Linked DNA regions of Mus musculus: regions 2 and 3 are each linked to region 1. A link is a contact called in public ChIA-PET and HiChIP or PLAC-seq data. All regions are on one chromosome and are shown on one strand. Each heading gives the region's core, a stretch centred on a gene start, on an enhancer-like site or on the middle of the called end of the contact. The rest is flanking DNA. Distances are from core to core; before and after follow the strand shown.

What was found. ChIA-PET counts read pairs in DNA pulled down with a chosen protein or histone mark. HiChIP or PLAC-seq counts read pairs in DNA pulled down with a chosen protein or histone mark.
Region 2: a contact with region 1 is called in an RNA polymerase II ChIA-PET map of memory CD8 T cells, with 17 read pairs. The contact joins the promoter of Mfng here to the promoter of Mpst in region 1. A contact is called at or near these places in 3 of 39 promoter capture datasets (the 3T3-L1 cell line, 3T3-L1-derived adipocytes and embryonic stem cells), 1 of 15 datasets of contacts at CTCF or cohesin (large pre-B cells), 1 of 484 Hi-C or Micro-C datasets (embryonic stem cells), 3 of 115 datasets of contacts at active chromatin or transcription factors (large pre-B cells, memory CD8 T cells and pancreatic cancer cells) and 2 of 9 other capture datasets (liver and macrophages).
Region 3: an H3K27ac HiChIP or PLAC-seq map of embryonic stem cells shows a contact between it and region 1, with 4 times the contacts expected there. The contact joins the enhancer-like site here to the promoter of Mpst in region 1. A contact is called at or near these places in 2 of 39 promoter capture datasets (the C10 cell line and hippocampal neurons), 6 of 115 datasets of contacts at active chromatin or transcription factors (embryonic basal ganglia, embryonic forebrain, embryonic stem cells and 2 more) and 2 of 9 other capture datasets (embryonic stem cells and liver).

The regions. Positions count from the first base shown.
Region 1 is chr15:78,405,447-78,408,592 of GRCm38.p6, reverse strand. Mpst (mercaptopyruvate sulfurtransferase) reads right to left here and starts at 1,881. Exons shown (of 3, transcript NM_001162493.1): 1 at 1,849-1,881. It overlaps Tst (thiosulfate sulfurtransferase, mitochondrial), which reads left to right and starts at 2,728. Exons shown (of 2, transcript NM_009437.5): 1 at 2,728-3,146. The coding sequence starts at 2,760.
Region 2 is chr15:78,772,052-78,775,124 of GRCm38.p6, reverse strand. It overlaps Mfng (MFNG O-fucosylpeptide 3-beta-N-acetylglucosaminyltransferase), which reads left to right and starts at 1,680. Exons shown (of 8, transcript NM_008595.2): 1 at 1,680-2,107. The coding sequence starts at 1,853. It also overlaps a transcript of Card10 not described here.
Region 3 is chr15:78,000,180-78,002,939 of GRCm38.p6, reverse strand. The region is part of intron 2 of Cacng2 (calcium channel, voltage-dependent, gamma subunit 2); the gene reads left to right. Among named protein-coding and RNA genes, the nearest start is that of Gm46520, 11 kb to the left of the region's middle. Within about 2 kb of position 1,324, at least 13 of the 459 cell types and tissues checked have an H3K27ac peak or open chromatin away from gene starts, as enhancers often do. A contact at or near this core is called in embryonic stem cells, where this site is marked.

The DNA.
Region 1 (3,146 bases), core at 632-3,131:
GCACGCGCGCTTGTGTGAAGGTGGTGGGGTGGGGCAGAGAACAATCTCAGATCTCAGATGGGGCCCCAGGCACCAGCCATTTTATTAACTTTATATCATTTTTGGGATGGGGGACTTCCCATGGCCTAGGACTCACCTTGGCTGGCTGGTCACTGAGCCTAGGGATCTACCTGTCTCTCCTTCCCCAGGGCTGGATCACAGGCATGCAACATGCCTTGTGTTGTTTATGAAGACTCTGGGGATCCAGCTCAGGGCCTTGTGCTGTCAAGGCAAGCGCTTAATCACGTGAGCTATCATCCCAGCACTTTCCCTCACTCTCTATCCTGGAACTTGAAATTCTCCTCTTCCTACTCAGAGTCCAGAGTGGGGGAGTGGGGGAGTGGGGGTGGGTGGATTACAAGCATATACCACCATGCCAGACTCCAAAACCCACCTCTTAGTGAGAATAAAAACGTGACTATAGAAGGGCCACCACTGACCCTATAAACAGCTTCTTTGAATGATCATTTAGGGAAGTTGAATGCAAACCTGCTATTCCTTCCTTTACTCTCCTAATGGCCCTTGAGTCTACAGCTGGCCTTAGACTTCCAGGGGGTGGGACTTCAAAGGTCTGAGGTCACTACCCTCCCTGCTTGATTGACAGTTATGACAAAAGACCCCAGGCAGCAGAAAGAGAGTCAGAGAGGCTAGGCTATGAGTGCTCATGAGGGGAAGAGACCAGAAAGAGACTAGGTTTCTTTGTGCTTGAAGGGCCAGGATCCCAGGGGAGAGTAGCTCTCTGGAAGTCCATCAGGACATATAGGACAGGCCCAGGCCATCCTAAGTTAGTGTGAGCCTATATATCCCACCCATGGGGGGTGGGGGTTCGGGCACTGAAGAGCATCTCCCTAACTAGACCCTCCTGGTACCTTCTCTTCCCTACTGTCAAGCTCCAGGTGCAGAGTATGCTGGGAAAATGCTAGACAGTGAATTTTTGCAACACACTGTGACAGTATTTCAGGGTAGGATAGATGCTCAAAAAAACAGGGAGGGGAGTTCAAGAGAAAAGCATTCCAGGGGAACAGAATAGACTAGAGAGGGGGTGTACAGCTGGTTTGCAGGAGCCATGCTCTATTTCCAGATATCTTGCTTATTGGGATTTATATAAATTTACAATGAAGTGGTAAAAACTGAAGCCCAAGACGACAACGACGACTACTACTACTACTAAGCATAAGGCTTCAAGGATGGACAGGTAAACCGAGGCAGCTCCCACCACTTTGGGCTTCAGGTGAGAAATTAGTCCCTTTTCCACTACGTGCCTTGGCACCTCCTGGCTCTACCTGTTTCTCCTGTTGGGAGTTCAGCTCAATCCGGCAGGGTCGTGAAGGCACTCGGCAAGGCGGGCTTCATAAATGCTAGTTTTATTTTTATTCCGTTCTGTTACTTTCTCCTCTTGGGGCATGCTAGATCTCCTCACCACAGCTCCTCTGAATTGCTTTGTTTATTCTCTTGCTCCCCCCCCCCAACTTTCTCAGGAGGCATCAGGTCTTTCCAAACCCCATCCACTCACTGCTACCCACCTGTCTCTTATCCCACACCAACCCACAGACGGCCACAAGCAGCCACGGACAGTCTTCCTAAGGCAAATTAGAGGCGCCCTGGAAACTCTTCTCTCATAGACTGCATCCCCTCCTCCACTCCCGCGTGATACCACGCTATGCACCCCCGGAGAAGCACCCTCTCTCACAGAAAAGCAAGTAGGACGCGTTGGGTAGCAGATACCAGGGATTTGCGCTCCCCGTTTCCCAGCTCCGCCATGTCACCCCCTCCCCACGCCCTCAGAGGTTCCCTCCTTCCGCCACCAACCTGCGGCCAGCCAAAGGGAGGAGACTTGGGCACAGCCCACTGTTTGGGCCACTCCGAGACGTTGCACCTTCCATTTCCCGTACTGCGGGGGACGCAGGCGCCATGAAGCCGGGTTGCGCGCTGCCCCAGTGTCACCTCGAGCTTCAAATAGCCCCCTTTATGTATGAGAAGTATTATACGAGGAGGGGCAAACAAGACTCCCGTGCGAAGACGCAGAAGCTGTTCGGAATCCCGACTGTCTACGAGAGAGGTTTCTCTCCTCACCCCCATGGGAGGCGGTACAATGGTGCGGGCCACTTGAGAACCCTCCCGGCTCCTGGTTTGAACCCTCCAGCTTCTTCGGAGCGCAAGGGCGAGTGCCAGCCCAGCTACTTTTGCGACTGAGTGCAGCGAGCCGCCCAGGATGGAGCCGCTAGCTGGGTCCTGGCGAAAGCAGGGCAGAGTGCCTGGAGCCCTTTCACCGGAATTGGACATTCTAGAAGCCAGAGAACTCTGGCTGCAAGAAACGAAAGCAGAAGGGTAATCAGTGCGCCCGGAGAGGCGACTGGAAGGCCATCTCTGACTTGTGTTTGTTTTTCCCATTCTTGAAGACAGAGTCCTGAGCCAGCCCCTCCCACCAATTTGCTGCTATAGTAATGCACCGAAGCTCTTAGCCACGCCCACCTGCCCTCCTAGGCACCAGAAAGGGAGGGCGCCGGGGAAGTGGGAGGGGTGGAGCAGGCTTTCCCTAGGGAATGTGCCAACCTCTCCCACTGTGAGTCTGGCTCTGAGTGTAGTTACGATTGCACGCTGGGAAAATGTAGTGGGAGCAACAGCCCCGCCCCCTGGGCTCCGCCCACCGCACTCAGCCCTCTCAGGCCTGTCTCTTTCCTGGTTCCCAACCGCGCCAGGTGACTCGCAGAACTGACACTATGGTACATCAGGTGCTCTACCGGGCGCTGGTATCCACCAAGTGGCTGGCGGAATCCATTCGGTCTGGCCGCCTGGGGCCCAGCCTTCGGGTGCTGGACGCGTCTTGGTACTCACCCGGGACCCGCCAGGCACGCAAAGAGTACCAGGAGCGACACGTGCCTGGCGCGTCCTTCTTTGATATAGAGGAATGCCGGGACACGACTTCGCCTTATGAGATGATGCTGCCCAGTGAGGCCCACTTTGGGGACTATGTGGGCAACCTGGGCATAAGCAACGACACACATGTGGTGGTATACGATGGAGATGACCTGGGCAGCTTCTATGCACCCAGAGTCTGGTGGATGTTTCGTGTGTTTGGCCACCGCACAGTGTCAGTGCTCAATGGT
Region 2 (3,073 bases), core at 431-2,930, 370 kb before region 1:
TATGCTTGCTTCCATGCCTGGCCTGGGGGCCCTGTCCCCTTTGTCCCCATCCCCATCCCCAGCGGATCCCACCTTTCAAGTCCCTGCCAGTTTGTTCAGTTTGTGGGGAGGGTCATATTTCCTTGGCTCCTCCCAGAGACGCCCGCCATCTGTGCTGGAGTCACCTTACCTGCCCCAGTGCCAGGTGGGGGGCCCTCAGCCCGGCCTTCCTCATCAACAGAGTGTCCTCTGCTCAGGTCACTTGAAGCCAGGAGGCCAGGAGTGGCTTAAGGAGCCTGGCAAATTGTGGGTGTGTGGCTGTCCCCAAGAGACAGCCCCCAGAGTGAGCATGGTTACCTCCGGGGGAGCAGTCTAGAGAGACAGACTGGAAGAGGTGTCCTTGGGCTTTGAGGTTAGAATTTCACTTACAAAAATGTTCACTGTGTGTGTGTGTGTGTGTGTGTGTGTGTGTGTGCGCGCGCGCATGCAATAGCAAGAGTGCACTGTGTATATAAGGTTCAGGAGCCGTTCTCCCTTTTTGTCATGTGGGTCCTGGGAATCAAACTCAGGCAGTCAGCGTGTCAGCAAGCTGCCTTTTCTGCTGAGCCCTCTCACCTCTCACCTGCCCCGAGATCCCTTTAAGGAATTTGCTATGGTGATGCACACCTGTCAGATGTGCATGCACACAACTTGCTGTGGCAACACACACAAGGCCAGGGAACAACTTGCTGGAGGGGGCATGTCCCTGGGAATTGAACTCAGGTCCATCCACAGGCTTGGTGGCAAGCACCTTCACCTGCTGAGCCATCTTGGAGTCCCTCACCATCATTTCGTAAATGATAGAGGTATCTTGTCGACAGCCATACAGCCAGGTTGTGGCCCTAGCTGGGATCTGAACCCAGCCCCAAGCCTAGGCTTTTCCTTGGTGGCACTGTTCTGAGGAGGTGAGCTGTGAAGGGGACAGGCTGAGGCTGACACCTCATTGTCCTAGTGCTCCAGGAGCCTTTAGCAGGCTTAGATCCATTCACAGCCACCAAGCACTTTCCTGTGCTTAATTAACATAATTAACAAGTATTGATCAAGTGCCCAGTATGTACCAGGTACCGTACTGGGTTCTGGATAGTCAACAAAAGAGAATACCCCCTGCCTCAGTAGTATCATAAGTAAGACAATAAATATGTAAAATACACCATACAGCAAGAAGTTAGAAGGGTCTAGGCTTGGGGGCTGGGAAGGAGGGCTGTTTAAAATGGGCAGGAAAAGCCTCATGGCAGAAATAATGTCTGTGTAAAGATTCAAAGAAAGCAAGAATCTAGGCAGCATGCTATGGTGGGCATGGCCCTGTGATAGATGTAGGCCTGATGCATGGTGGATGATGGGAAGGGCCAGCAGGAGGGAGAATGAGCCAGGACCTGAGGCTGGCTGGACAGGATCCTGGCTATTCTAGGAGCCAGAGAAAGGACTGTGAGGCATAGGAAGGCTGGAGTGGCTTCTTCCCACCTCGTGGAGGGTTTGGTGTGGCTGCAGCAGCTGGCAGGGCCCTGTGCCTCTTCCAGTGGGTGGCTCCCAGCAGCTGCCTCTGGGGCTTCCCAGGCCTAGCCCCGCCCCTCGGGCTGAGGCAGGGGCGGGGCCAGGAGCTAAGTGGCCCGGAGGGAGGGCTGAGGAGCAGGTGGCGGGCTGGTGGCCTCTGCCGGCTGGCAGGACGGTGGTGGCTCAGTCTCTGGGTCCAGAGACCCAGCTTCCTCCTTTCCCGTTGGTGTGTGCCCCCGATGCCTGCCAGACTTTTGCCTGTACCAGGGCCCCCTCCTGACCAGCCTCCCACCCCAGACTGATTGGGGAGTCGGGGGCTGAACTGTCTGGGGGCCTGCTACCAATGCACTGCCGACTTTTTCGGGGCATGGCGGGAGCCCTCTTTACCCTCCTGTGCGTGGGGCTCCTGTCTCTACGATACCACTCAAGTTTGTCCCAGAGGATGATACAGGGCGCGCTCAGGCTGAACCAACGGAACCCAGGACCCCTGGAGCTGCAGCTAGGCGACATCTTCATCGCAGTCAAGACTACCTGGGCCTTCCATCGCTCCCGCCTGGACCTGCTACTAGACACGTGGGTCTCCAGGATCAGGCAACAGGTGACAGGCGGGGGCTGCCTTGAAGTCTGAGAGAGCACTCCTGGCTGGGGGGCTCCCAGGGGTCTTCCTGGTGGTCTGGGGAAAAGCTGACCACCAGGGAGTGGTTCCTTCTGGGGTCTCTCCACTTCTTCCGTGCCCACCCCCATCCCCACTGCCACACTCCAGGGCCTCCTTAGACTCACAGGTCTATCTCTGTTGGGTTCCATGTGGCACCTCTGTCCTAGGCTCCTCTTGGGTCCCCCTCATCTCCTAGATTCTTGACCCTAACTTGCCTGAAGATTCTGGTGGGTGTTAAGGTGAAAACCCACCAGGACCGAGTAGCTGCGCACCTCAGCTCTGGGCATGGATGGGGCTGTGTGAGGCAGGGGTGTGATGTGGATGCTGGAGAGACATGGAGGTGGGGCCTGCTTGAGGGAGGCTTCCTCTCAGTTCCTGCCCTGCTGTGCTGCCCAGGGTGTGAGGGCCCTGTCTAGCTTCTCCGTTTCCTGTGCTGTGGTTGGGATGGGAGGCAGTGGGTGAGGTCGTGTGGGCTGGAGGTCAAGGTGAGGGGAGATCTGCCAAGGCATATGGAATGTGTGTGTGTGTGTGTGTGTGTATACCTGTGCTCATACACAGGGCTAGGCATGCTAAATACAGTAATAAGAAGGCATGAGAGTAATGAGTGTGTTTCCTGAAAGCAGAGTCTCTCTCCCCATACTCAAGACCCCATCAAGCAAAGCCAGGGATGGGTGTGGGTATGGGGGGCATTGGGGACCACGTCAGGGGAGGTAGCAGAACTCATGCACTTGTGCACACACACACTATGTCCCCATGGTGGCTGCTGGCTCTGTGAGCGGAAGTGACTGAGCCTTTGGTGGGGAGGCCAAGGAGAGGAGGTAGTTTAGTGAGGGAGAGGTGGGGGTACCTGAAAAGGATGCCCTCCCCCTCCCCGTTTCCTGGCATAATGTCCGGTACAGGCATGAGTTC
Region 3 (2,760 bases), core at 75-2,574, 410 kb after region 1:
TGTGCTAACCACTGTGACTATTGGTGTACAAGCCAAGAGAAGACGGTGCTCTGACCTGGAGGAAGGATCCTAGGGATACAGGGTGATCACAAAGTTGGGGTCCACAGGTATCCCCTAGTACAGTGCCAGCAGAGTACAGACCTGAGGCCAGAGAAGAGAAAGAGAAACAGAAGGGCCAGCAGCAGGCCGGATTTCCTATACCCCTGTTTCCTGAGTGTCACCCACCCACTCTGCCAGATGGAGAAAAAGAACAGCATGGCCTCTGAGTGCCGCTACCCACCGGCTGTGCCCACCCCCAAGAGCAACTTTTCAGTGTGATGGCCCTAAGAGCTGGCTCCCTGAGGCCCAAGATCATAACCATGATTTGCCAAGAGGAGCAGGCAAAGCAGACTAACAAGAGAAATGTTGGCTCGAATTACCTAATCCTTATTCATCCACGTACCCCAACTCACCTCTGTCCCACTGAGACAAGAGGCCACTTCCGAAGCATGGCCCTTCCCCATCGGTCAGGACATTAGTCACTTCTGCCACCAACACAGAAAACACGAAGTTAACTTTGGTATGCCTGTAAATCCCAGCACCCAGAAGGCTGAGGCAGGTGGATCAGAGTTTGAGGCCAGCCTGGGCTACACAACTAGCCAGTCTGCGCTACAAAGACCCTGTCAAAGGGGGAAGGAAAGAGGTAAAGAAAGAGAGCCATAAAGGGCCAGAAGGCTCAAACACTTAGCTTACAAAAGCACCCTCGAGTCTCCTGGTTGCTGCGGCTTGTGAGAGAATCCATTGGGATTTACATCTTCTCTGGACAGTGGCTACACACTGGGGATCCCCAAGCCTCAGGTATTAGGGCTAAGGACAGGAATTCCTCCTCTGTGTCTATAAAATCCACATAAACGGCCTAACACACATGGCTTTTCTGAGCCCCAGCTGTCTGCTCTACAATCCATGGATGTAGCCCAGGAAGACTTCAAACTAGGGATGGCTAAATGTGGAGATTCTCCTTTCCCTCCTCCTTCCTCCCTCCTTCCTCCTCCTCCCCTCCTTCCTTCTTTCTCCTCTCCTCTTCTCACCCTTCTGGCCTGGCTTCACACTCCAAAGTTTATTCTCTCCTTGTCTTCATATAGTTTTTCCAGCCAGCCTGTAAGTCTAAAACCACAAGGGGAAAAAAAGTTACCTTCTCTCTCCCACTTAGCCGCTTGAGACACCCAAGAGTCTGTTAGACTAACTCCCCTCTGCTGGTAACCTGGAGCTCGCCCACACTGGAGCAGCCCCATTGCTGTGGGCAGCAGCTTTCCCCTCAGGCCTGCAATCTTGCTTGACTTTGTTTCTTGTGATGCAAATCAGATCCTCTACAGCCCTCCCAGATCTAAATGCCCGTGAATTCCTTTGCTCTGAAGACAGAGGCACACTCTTTTACCTTGACCCACAAGTCCCCTCGTGACCCAGGAGGCTCCACCTGGCTCTGGACCAGGCCTGAACCTTCTCAGCTTCCTCTCTCATGGGTCCTCAAGTCCCTCCACGAGTGCCTGTGAGCCTGGCCCTGTCCGTCACTAAACAAGCCACTTGTCCTACACACCACTTGGTGCTGTCTCTGTCCCACAGACACTCCTAGCAGCTGCCTCCGCTCTCTTGAGAGCTGCTCCCCACTAATCCATATCGCTCTCTCAGGGAAGCTCACCCTGATCCAGCTCAGAGAATGTACGAAGCCCAGGCAGGGGAATGCCATGTGTTAGACGGACAGGCCTGAGATCACAACACTTGGACAGACAGCCAAACTTTTCTAGGCCTCAGTTTCAGCCTCTGGACAATAGAAGTAAAGTGTTCTTCATTGGCTGAGGAGACAGAGAAGGCCTAAAACTGTGTCTGTCACACACTCAATCCTCAGGACATCTCACACACACACACACACACACACACCACACACACATATATACACACACACACACCACACACACACATATACACACACACACACACACACACCACACACACATACACACACACACACACACACACACACCATGGTGCCTCATTGGTATCTTTCTGTTGGAATATATAATCCTGGCTCTGTTACTATTACTATTATTATTATTCTCTAATCTTTTTTACAGTCCAGTCGCTATTCCCCTCCCGGTCCACCCTCTGACAGTTCTTCATCCCATTCCTCCTCTCCTGTCTCCAAGAAGATGTCCTCATCCCCGCCCCCACACCACCAGAACTTCCCCCCTCCCTGGGGCCTTAAGTCTCTAGAGGGTTAGGTGCTTCTGCTCTCACCGAGGCCAGGCCAGGCAGTCCTCTGCTGTATATGTGTTGGGTGCCTCAGATCAGCTAGTGTATGCTGCCTGGTTGGTGGCTCGGTATCTGAGAGATCTGGGGGTCCAGGTTAGTTGAGACTACTGGCCTCCCTGTGGGGTCGCCCTCCTCCTCAGCTTCTTCCAACCTTTCCCTGATTCAACCACAGGGGTCCTTGGCTTCTGTCCATTGGTTGAGTGTAAGTATATGCATCTGGCTCTTTTGGCTGCTTGTTGGGCCTCTCAGACCAATGGTTGAATGTAAATATCTGTGTCTGTCTCAGTCGTCTGCTTGTTGGGCCTCTCAGAAGACAGCCATGCTAGGCTCTTGTCTGTAAGCACACCATGGCATCAGTAATAGTGTCAGGCCTTGGAGCCTCCCCTTGAGCTGGATCCCAATTTGGGCCTGTCACTGGACCTCCTTCCCCTCAGTCTCTTCTGCATTTTTGTCCCTGCAGTTCTTTTAGACAGG